2 separate regions of the Acanthopagrus latus genome follow, and region 2 is linked to region 1. A link is a contact called in public Hi-C data. All regions are on one chromosome and are shown on one strand. Each heading gives the region's core, a stretch centred on a gene start, on an enhancer-like site or on the middle of the called end of the contact. The rest is flanking DNA. Distances are from core to core; before and after follow the strand shown. Region 1 holds the start of c16h20orf194. Region 2 holds the start of rpia (ribose-5-phosphate isomerase).

What was found. Hi-C and Micro-C count contacts between places; a contact is called where the count stands out from the background.
Region 2: a contact with region 1 is called in a Hi-C map of muscle, with 4 times the contacts expected there. The contact joins the promoter of rpia here to the promoter of c16h20orf194 in region 1. A contact is called at or near these places in 2 of 4 Hi-C or Micro-C datasets (both in muscle).

What each region holds. Positions count from the first base shown.
Region 1 is chr16:3,158,751-3,164,590 of fAcaLat1.1, reverse strand. It overlaps c16h20orf194, which reads right to left and starts at 1,417. Exons shown (of 37, transcript XM_037071175.1): 1 at 1,236-1,417; 2 at 204-283; 3 at 1-58. The coding sequence starts at 1,291. It overlaps LOC119005138 (GTPase IMAP family member 8-like), which reads left to right and starts at 1,666. Exons shown (of 4, transcript XM_037072659.1): 1 at 1,666-1,716; 2 at 2,623-2,702; 3 at 2,819-3,649; 4 at 4,369-5,627. The coding sequence starts at 2,693. The coding sequence ends at 5,081. It overlaps cfd (complement factor D), which reads right to left. Exons shown (of 5, transcript XM_037072663.1): 5 at 5,778-5,840.
Region 2 is chr16:3,298,846-3,304,248 of fAcaLat1.1, reverse strand. It overlaps rpia (ribose-5-phosphate isomerase), which reads right to left and starts at 3,523. Exons shown (of 9, transcript XM_037125504.1): 1 at 3,221-3,523; 2 at 1,889-1,949; 3 at 1,707-1,762; 4 at 1,386-1,445; 5 at 1,088-1,152; 6 at 930-998; 7 at 680-821. The coding sequence starts at 3,427.

The DNA of each region.
Region 1 (5,840 bases), core at 168-2,667:
CCATAGAACAGGTATTTTGCCAGCTCAGTGCATCCCTCATTATATCTGCTGTCAATTCCTATAACACACACAAAAAACCCATTTGTATTGGGATGACTATAAATTGTTTTATTCAGCATCTGTGCTACAAAATAACTTACTCGAGTCTTAGTAAGACATGCAAATACAAGCTTAAAGATAATAATTTTTGCGAGATGATATACCGAGAGAGCACAGGATGCCATCAGGAGTAGCAGTTCCACCCTCACAGAGCAGAGACTGAACCTGACGCAGACGACAGCAACTGGAAAATGAAAAAATAAAACACCAGATATAACTAGTTAGTCACAACCTTTATTCAGTTATTTAGTAGAAGCTCAGGAGACAAAGGATCGTCGAATAATCAGAAGGTTCATGTCAAAGTACCCTTGAGCAAGACACTGACCCCCGGTTGCTCCTGATGAGCAGGTTGGCACCTTGCATCGCAGTGTCTGCCATTAGTGTATGAATGTGTGTGTGGACAGATGAATGTGACAAGTGTTATAAAGTGCTTTGGCGGTCTGTATAACACAAACCATCTGAGGAGAAGTGAACTATTCCATCCTCTCTGTAAATAGCCAGTTACTCGCACCTTATATTGAATTTCTTTGTCATACTTCAGGTGAAGTTTACCAGTAGGGTTGAATCTATTCAGTGCATTTATTAACAATGTATGAGACAATCATGATGATAAATATTAATACCCCAAATTAACCCCCCAGTCACGAGTTCACATGTTATGACTAACAAACATTTCGACCACTGTTTTTCTCATAACAACTAGAAATACTCTCTCAACTGATGACGGGATAATGACGAATATGTAATTATGAACTCTTATATGTGCAATTATTAGCGTTGCATATCATTTATTGTGTGTTTGTGTGTCGGAATGCAGTAAAAGATACCACACAATTCATTAGCTATACATCATAATAGCATGTTTAACGTTTTAACAATTACAAATAACGGGGAATTCCTCGACGTGGGTGTTACAAGGTTGATAACTATGTATCTTAACCAGCTAGTTAATATGACCTGTAGCTTGTTAGACATTTTGCTAACATTAGCACTGTGTTTTTTCCGGAACCGTTAACATTAACCGACGATCACAAACCGACAAATATCAGTCAGCGGCTCCGGCTAACGTTAGCCTCGCTAGCTTAACGGTTTCGCTCAGCCGTTGGCCGTGAACACAACTCGATGTTGGCGTTTACCTGACGGCCGGGTTGACTCCCGATAATTTCCCGTTCACTCTCCTTATACCGGCCATTGTAATTTGTTGTCACAGTTCACACAATTTGCGTTTTTAAAGCGATGTATTTTCAGGCTGAATAGCTACATCTCCTCCATCACCCTGGAGAATGTCCACACAAGATAGCAGAGCAACGGAGCGAACCATTTGATATTTAGGGGAGTCCAGAATACCAGTACGATAATTTAGATAGTAAATCGAATACATACACGACAGATTATTAATATTTCTAAAGCATTTTATGTTAATGGCATCATATCACATATTAGCCAAATCAAACGATTAACAAATGTGAATGTATCTGATTTTGCCAGACGGTTTCCCCCCCCATTTTTGTCTGTAGTCCTGCCTTGTTTTGGGCCAGTTGACAGCAGCAGAGGGAGATGGTGCAATCCCTCAGTAATCTCAGCTGCTGTGTGTGCAGGGGAACTCCTTCACATACTGTATGTATTTACATCTGTGCAACTATCACAGCACATCCGTGTGCTACCAGTGATAAATGCATGTTTTATGTTGATTTAAATGTAATGACATTTTAATCAAATAATTTTAAAAAATACCATAAATGTTGTTTTTCTGTGAGAGAGAACACCAGTGTTTTTTCATCTGGGTCATCACCGTTGATGTGCATACTCACCTGGTCACTGGACCACATTTTATCTGGCATCTCGTGGCACTGCGTTTCCTGTTTTGGCAAAATATCTGCATTGAGGCTGATTCAGCAATAAGTGCGAAGAGGAAAACAATCACAGGATGCCTCTCCCGCTGGCATTATTGTGCAGAGTGCAGCGGCTTGATAGAGTCAGGTGGGAACAGGAAATATTGGGCTACGTCAGCTGATTAGGTGCTTGCAACTCACCACTTACTTAGGCCTGCATTGTGGGGATGTGAGTCGCTTCACACATGTACATTGTCGTGGATTCACTGACTGTATTTGAGGGCAAACAGCCGGTAACCATTAAGGTAAATGTGGTTTCTGCTTGAGGTGAGAGTCAGGCTCAGGGTTAGGCCTGCAGTGGTTGTGCTTTATGCTAGGGTTAGTCTCAGGGGAATGAAGTAAGATAATGAAATGAGTCACTAAAGCAACTTTATGTGAGTGTTTGTATGACAAAAAGGAGAGGGAGAGAGCCTTCAGGTTATGTGTGCGTAAAGCAAAGCTCCTGAGTGGAGGAAGTTTAATTTAACCGTGACAGAAGCACAAAAAGATGCACAGGGCAAGCGGTTGGGTCATTCCAAGTTGTGTTGTGGAATGCACTTCCTCGTCAATATAACTGCAGGTGACATGTGAGATGTTGTAAGCAGGAAGCATCTTAGGTTTTTTTCTGCCCATTATCTTGTTTGTTGAGGAGCCAGAGGATCCAGTTTCAGGTTATCTTGAGCTGACAAGCATCTCAGACCCGTGAGAGCACCTGCAAAGACATGTCGCACCGTGAGTAGTTGTTTTTCTAAAATGTATACTTTCAGACTTATTCACTGTATTTAAGGTTGCAGAACATATCAAAAATGATAATTTTATTGACGAGTCATTACTGTGTTGTTTGGCAGAAGGCATAACTAACACAAGTCAGAGGATGGTGGTCATATCCGCAGAGGAGGAATGGCTCGCTTTCAAGTCTCTGCTGCAGGATAACTCTGGGAAGAAACATGTCCAGTTCAGTCTGGGATCAAGTCAAGTGTGTGACTTGGCGGTAGACGGTCACTCGATCAGCTTGCACTATGCAGATTTAAAGGAGGATGTGACGGAGGAGGGCATCAGCCAGGCGATAGATGGCTGCTTTAAATCCTGCGCAGATGGAGTCATTACATTTCTGCTGCTGATCCAAGGTGGACATTACACCAAGAGGCAAAGAAGAATGGTGGAGACGCTGCAGGCTCACTTTGGAGCTGAGGCTTTAAAATACCTGGTGGTGCTCTCTTTGGAAGATGGAGAGGTTGCTGACACGTTGGAAGACGCCCTTCTGGAGCTAATAAACATGTGCGAGGGGAGATACTGCCGCATCACATCATCCAATGCAACAGACAAACTTCAAGCCCTGTTTGAGATGGTCGACTACATGCTGGCTGAAAACGGTGCAACGGGCTACACAGACGCCATGCTGACCGAGGCGAGGAAGAGGAGCACGGAGGACTCGGCCATGATGATGCTGAAACGGAAGGTGCAGGAGGCCGAGGAGAAGGAGCAGGCCTTCAAGCAGCGGATGCAGGAGCAGGAGGAGAGGAGAGCTAAAGAGATGGAGGGGCTGAAGAAGAAACATGCAGAGGAAAGAAAGATGGAGGCGGCTGAAAATAAGCAATACGAGACAAAAAGAGAGAGCCTGGAGGAAGCTGTGACAAGCCACAGAGCCATGTCGCAGATCCACATGAGGGCCGCTGATGGTGAGATGCTTTTTTTCTGTTTTAAATCAGAGTTAGTTGAGTTGTGCTTCAAAAATTCACATGATGGTTACTAAGAATGGACTATGAGATGTTCTAGATCAACTTTGATTTCATGTGGGACACTTCAGAAAAAGATTTCATGGAGAAAAGTTCTGTTGCGAGTAAGTTAACTGCACACTTCTCTCACTAGGGGGCGATAGAGTTACATACCAGTGTGGGTCATCTACAGCAGGGCCGCCCAAAGTCTTTACTTTAGAGGGTCAAAATTCAACGTTAAAAGTGGACCAGGGGCCAAGAAACTGTTGTCTGACGATCCATTTTTCGAGTCTAATCAAAATATTGTTCATGGTGTAAGAACAGATGAAGGAAATGTTTTGCCGGCTTATCTTTGGAAGTTCCCTTTTTTTTTCATGCACAAATTGGCACTCTGGCTGCTGTGCTCAGATTACAGCAAGAAAAATGTGAAAAACTAATTAGGTATGCTCCTGCAAGCCTATTTAAAGAACATTTTAGTGTGTGTGTAATGTTTGCTAGAAACATCTGGCAGGGCAAATAAAACCTGATAGCTGACCAACTTTGATCCATGGACTCCACTCTGGGCACAGTCTACAATATCTATATCTATATCTGTAACATCCTTTAACCCCAACAAGGCAACCAAAACTCAGGAACTCTGTCTGTGTGCTTTCTAACAGCCAGTTTTTCTTTTATGCTTTAAGGTGACGACACAAAGAAGACATCCATCATCCTGTTGGGTCTCTCTGGCAGCGGGAAGACTTCCGCTCTGAATCTAATTCTGGAGAGAGCAGGTAATCAATACTCCGTCAGTGGCTCAGATCCTGAACCCCCTCAGCCCACCCTGTCCTGTGAGAGAAAGGAGGTGTTTGCAGCAGGGAAGCCGCTCATCCTGGTGGACACCCCCGAGCTGTGGGACGAGGACGGGGTGGAGAATCTGGAGCAGGTCAAGGACTGCTTGGCTCTGTCCTTCCCTGGACCTCACGTCTTCCTGCTGGTGCTCCAAGTAGGGCGCTTCACCCAGGGCGAGTGCGAGATGCTCGGGCACCTGCAGAAGATCTTCGGACGAGACTTTGCAGAGCACGCCGTCGTCCTCTTCGTCCGCTTCGACTGCAACCAGCACAGGCCTCAGAGGATCGACGACTACGTGGCCGGAGCACACCCCACCCTGCAGGGCCTCATCCAGAAGTACGGGAGCCGCTATTATGAGCTGAATCTTACAAAGTCCCAGAATGCTCTGAGCTACCCTCAGGTGAAAGACCTGCTCTCTGGAATCAACAAACTGGTGGCTTCACACGGAGGCCGCTCCCTCTCGGTGAGGAGGTTTTCTGTAAAAGAGCTGCAGGAGAGGAAGAAAATGATAGAGGAGGGGAAGGAGGGGGCTTTAGAAGGGAACTACTTATTAAGAGATGCTTGATTTCTATACTCACAGTCAGCAGGTGACTACAATAAATGCAACACCTGTACCATGTCACAGAATCAAACACAACATGCCTGCGGTTAAGATCATTAGTTTATTGTGTTAAAACAACTACAAGTTCTTGCACTGGATTTATTATTTTTATATATTTTTTACAAATCAATCGCCAGAATAAATATATGTTGAAATTTTACTTTTCTTAATATTGCAACGATGAAAAACATCAGTGGTGATTTTTGGGGAGTTTCCCGATGGAACAGGAGATCGGACGACATCAGGGATTATTCATGTCTGTTTATCTGTGCAGCTCAGAGGGGAAGAGAAGAAGGAGTACAGCTGCAGATTTTATTTACTTTTGGACGTTGCTGCTGGATCTTATCTGACAAGTTCATGAGATATACGTGCTGAAATCGCTGCCGAACAGTCGCGTCCTTCAGATGGACTCTGCTGCCAACTGCAACTGCCTAAAAACAAGACTGATGCACAGTTCTGTTTGGATTTTATTAAAGCAGATATTGTGTAACTCTTACGTTTTTATTTTTTTGCAGTTTGCGTCACAACTGTTTATCTTTGTGCTCATAGTGAACCTTTCGTGTCGATGTTTCGTCCCTGCAGATTTTATCTTTGCTCTCATTTCTGATGTTTATTGTTCAACATGCTGAAGAAGAACTCAAGACAAACGTGACACCTGAATGAGATCGACTGTCTTTTTTATTGATTTCTTTATAATGTGAGTTGATAAAATGTTGTGAAATG
Region 2 (5,403 bases), core at 2,274-4,773, 140 kb before region 1:
TGCGTCGACAGATCCACGCAGTACTTTCAAACTCACGCACAAGTTACGTTTGGTGCATCGTTTGATTTCATTAATGTCACAAAAAGAGCGTTATGTAACAACGAGCCTGCATTAAAAGCACTCAGGGCGATAATAAAAGTGATGTAATGCTTATTAAATGTTTTAATAAACTAAGTGGCGTGTAAGTGGTTGAGCTGCTCTGATCGTTTCTTTACTGTCACCATATCAAATAAAAAATATAACCACTCATCATTTTCAACCTGTGTGTATCGATTTATAACAGGCGCGGACCAAAAAATGCCTCGGGGTTCTATTGGATGAACCGTCACGTAGTTCGATCTGAGCTCCATGAGCCTGACGTGTGTTGTGCTGGACGGAGCTGCAGACTGGACGTGATTGGACAGAACTTCAACCAATCGGAGCAGCAAAACTTGTGACTTGCATTTAAAACTCAAGACGGGAGACGCTCCTCCGTCAGTCGTCTCATCAGATCAGCCCCTGTATTAGATCAACGGTTCTGATTGGCCCGTTACAACCCAAGTCACAGGAGAATCTGTCTGGATGGGGAGGAGGGGGGGACTGAAACATGAGCTCACAGCACAAACTCCTGATAAAGAACCTGACAGATCCAACAGTACAAACATGAAAACAAATATTATAAAATCGTGAGAACACTTACAGCTTTACTGACAGCCATCCGCAAGTTGGCTTCCCCTCCGAAGCGTTTGGCTATCGTCCTGGAGACGGGGACGTACGCCATGGGGATCACCTCGATAGGAACTCCCTTCTTCCACTGCTGGCCCAGAGCCTTCGAGTCCTTCCTGAGAGGAAAACAAAAAACAAAAAACAGAACAATCATCATTTCTTTTTTTCCACTGATGGCTCTGACTGTTGTTTCACTTTCTTCTCAAGGTGACTTAAACACACACCTGTAGTCGGCGATGACAACGAAATGTTTAGCACAGCCGGCGACGATCTTCTCCTGAGTCAGGCAGCCGCTGTGAGACGCAGGGAGGACGAGCGTGAGGCAGAAATCACAGGAGATGCTGTTTTTACGTTCTGCTGCGAGTGTTAAAACTCTACTCACCCTCCACCTTTAATCAGCGTGAGATCTGCGTCCACCTCATCTGCCCCGTCGATCGCCACGTCCAGCTGTGCGGGAGGAAAGTAAAGACAAACAACTGAGGCAGGAAAACAAAGCGAATAAACCTCCAGAACCAAAACGTAACCGTCAGCTCCACCGACCACGTCTCTCCTCGCAGCTGCACGCTTATAATTTTCACAGCAGCTCCGATTCGAACTGACAGGTTTTTGAGCGCCAACATATTGCGGCCCCTTCCTCATTTCCCAGGCTTTCAGTTCAATTTGAGAAGAGCTCTTCATACCTCTGGGTGCCTGTCCAGATCCGACAGAGTGAGGCCGTGCTGCAGAATCAGCTGACGGGCCTGTGGGAGGACGAGCCGAGAGAGACGGGAGAGAATGTGACGGCCGAGAAGTGAGACAAAAAAAAAAGAAACAGCAGAATAAAGGAAAAGTGCACATTTTTATAGGAAAGCAAAAGAAAAGATGCTGTGTGGTAACGAGTTGCATTCAAAGGCAGGATGTTGCAGTACGTTCTGTTGCTAAACACTGTGTTTACAACATCGAGTCACCAGGATGAATATAATCAGAAGCCATGTTGGTGTGGACGTAAGACTCAAACTGACCTGGAAGGAGGTCGGCACACACACGATGTTGAGCTTCTCCTGACGAACTCTCTCAGCTGGAACAAAACAACACGGATCGTTAGTGCGCCAGGTTAGCTCGTAATCATGAAGCAGAAAAACATAAACGTAAAGAAGAGCATCCAAACGTAACCAGACTCTGGTTTATGATGGTTTCCACTCACCTAATCTGTCCACAGCGTACACGATGGTTGATCCGCTGCCGACTCCGACCACCTGGTTGTTCTACGAGAGACAGGAGACGAACTCAACACTGATGCCATGACGCTAAATTTCACAACAAGCGATTAAAGTGGCTGAGAGCTAAAAACAAAACTGCCATGAGCTGCAGGAGCATTTACACATCTGTACATTCCTGCAGGCGTTTTCATTTCCAGGTGGTCGTAATGTGATTTTTCATGTATTTAATATTCAACATGTTAATGATTTATACACTCTGAGTTCATTTTGATAAAGTTTAGGGGACAAAGTCAAGTCATACACTTGTTTTTGCATGAACACAACCTGATGTATAAGCACCGATTATCACTTCCATCTCTAGTTAGACATTAAACCTGAAACTAATGCGACTAATGAAACCAGTATTTTCCTTTTCCATTGATCTGCTGATTATTAAGGTTGATTGATTAATTGTTTAGTCTATAGAAAAATCTAACAAACTTCAAAAACACATTTCTTTAGTCCAAAAACATACTCTTCATCAAACGGGCAGCAAATCCTGACATTTAAGAAGCTGAAACCAGCAAATTTGAGGAACATAATGATCATTTTTCAGTCCATTTTGATTTATTGATCACAATATTTGGTGATTCATTTTCTTGCAATCCACTAAATGATTAATCGACTAATCATTGCAGCTTTCACAATATCATGAACAGTCTTAAGAGTTGATTTTACTGATTATAATCATTGTGTATTTTGTTTTCAAACAGTAAAAGAACAAAACACCATGAACACCTGCGTGTAAAATGCTCTTAGCACATGTTGCAGGTCAACTTTTCTTGTTTCTGACATTTTTATGAGCTAATTATTGTGATGTGGGAGGTTTAAATGTCTGATTCAAGCAGCTGGAACAATCAAAATAACCTCCTGCTGCTTCACACATTCACTATCCAGCTTTTAAAAAGACAAAACTCTGCTTTATTATGAAGAACTAAATAAATTACAGCAGCAGTACAAAGTTGTTAGCCCTGAGGCTGTGAGTCCAAACACATGTTAGCTCGTCTATTTTTGGACGGTCATCACCTAATGCTGTCCAACACATGCTGTAACACGTCTGTTAGCAGATTTAGCCCACTATCTCGGGACAAACATGCATAACAGCGTGCTAATTCCCTCCAAAAGCGTGCTGGTTAGATAATAAGTTAGCTAAGCTAGGCTACACCGCCTGCATGTTAGCTAACTTCTAGCTAGCGTGCTAGCTAAAAAAACTAACAAATAGCTGCATCTTGAATCGAGCCTGTGTGGAGATGATATCTCAGGTGAGCTGACGGTACCTGGACGTGGTTATCCACAGCAGCGTAAGCGGCCAGTTTCTTCGCCTCCTCTGCCATGTTGGCTCCGGACTGACTGAGGAGACACACGTGTTTCTGTCTGCAGAGAGTCGCTGCTGCTGCTGCCTGCGGCTGCTTCCTCCTCCAGGATGCTGAGGACAGAGAACCAGCTGCGAGCTTACTGAAGGAGACCCAGCCCCGCAGTCTCATGACCCGGCCCCCCAAAACACACAGACAGGCCCACAAGAGACGGCAGACAGGCAGGAGTCCTCCTCTACCTGCAGAGCTGAGCTTCTCCTGCGCATGCGCATTCAAGTGCGGAGTTCAGCTTTTAGTGGATTTGTTTTTTTGTTTGTTTGTTTGTTTTGCGGGATGTTTACGTTTACAAAACACGCGACGTCATCACACATGAAGGAAGAGGGGGCTGCACAGAGAGCCTCAGTTTTGGCGTATGATATAAAGTTTGTCCTGAGGGGGGCACCAGAGGAGAAGCCATGCAGTCAGTACAAATGTAAAAAAAAAATAAATAAATAAAACCAGGTTCATCCTCTTGGGAGCAGGAATGTTCTGTTGTGATTTTATTGTGTGTAACATTTGTGTGTTTGGCCTCATGGTGGTGCAAGAGGTGTCCTAAATAACTTAAACAAAGTTAATGTGTCATGCTTTTGGATTAATGTTGCTGAATTAAATTGCATATTTAATTTCCAAGCTGTGGATTTTTGAAGTTTGAGCTCATTTCTATCTACTTTATCTACCTTTGGGTAGATTATCTGCAGCAAAGCATCATATTCTGTAAGATCATCATATGTTTGTGGTGTGTTTGTCTTGTGAGAGTCACATATCTCCGACAAGGAGTAGAAAGTATAGACATCACAACATCACCAGTTCAATCATTTCTCCAACTTTCTGCTGTCTAATAAAAGCAAAAATGCCTAAAAGTGATATTTTTTGTGCTCAACAAAGAGAGGCAGGGACTGAAAACTGGTGAGAGTTGTGTGTTCAAAGGGAAATACAGAAGATTGATATGATACTGAAAATTTCAAACAATGTTTTACACTTTTGGGGAATATCAACATGCACATACTAAAACTCCTTTTACCTTTTGTTAAAATCAATAAAATGACATTGGATTTGGATTAAAATCAAGCGCTATGTGATCTAAAACAACATAAACAAGATTACAAATCTGTTTTATAATCTGACATAAATGCAATTTCTCAGTATGTGTAATTATCGAAGGTGATCTCCCAGTTAATTAAAATAAAACATGTAACCTTCAACTTCTCGACCTTTTTTGGCACCTAGTTGCCATCAGAGGAGTCGCTCTCTAACTTTTTACATCAAAATTAAACCACTGACCCCAAAATGATCTTCTGATTTAATCCCACTGCTCCCCATCTGATAGGATTTTTGTTTGTAGATGTAATATTACAAAAAGCATCTGAAGCCCCTGATCAAAATACTCATATTCGAAATTATAGTGAAAATAAATAATTCCTTTTTTTTTTCTTGGGACCCCCTGAAATCCTCCTCAAGGACCCCTGGATCTTTGAGAACCGCTGCACTGCAGAAATGGTCAGAAGGTTCATTAAGATCACAAGAAATCCTCCTTTAAAGGCCAAAAATATACATATAAAAGATTAAACACAGCCTGCTGCGGCCCAGTGAACACAAACACACAGATATTTACATCACTACTACTTTTTATTTGGCAAACAGCTTGAGATAGTCTCTCTTTTTCAGTGTACAGTATATATATATACTATAATAAACCAACACATTCTGTTTGATAACCATTTTTTTTCTCGTTTTTACATATTACAGCTTACAAATATAGCTGATCTTTTTGACAAAAATTACAGATTCTGTTTGACACCTAAATTAGTATGCTATATAAAAATCCACACATCTTACATTCATGATTAGAAAAAGTACTGTCGGCTATATGAAATCAGGAAAGGAAACAGGAAAAAAAAAAACCAAACGAAAACACCACAGTACGCAATTTTTCAAACAAATCCAATTCAGGAGGAAGAAGAGGAGGAGGAGGAGGAGGAGGAGGAGGAGGAGGAGGAGGAGGGGAGTCAAAGGTTTCACAAACAGAGCGCGTCGTTCACTCTGAATCCAAATGTTCGAGTTCATCTGAGAGAAGTTTTGCTGCTATTCCAAAAAATCGTCGGTACAGA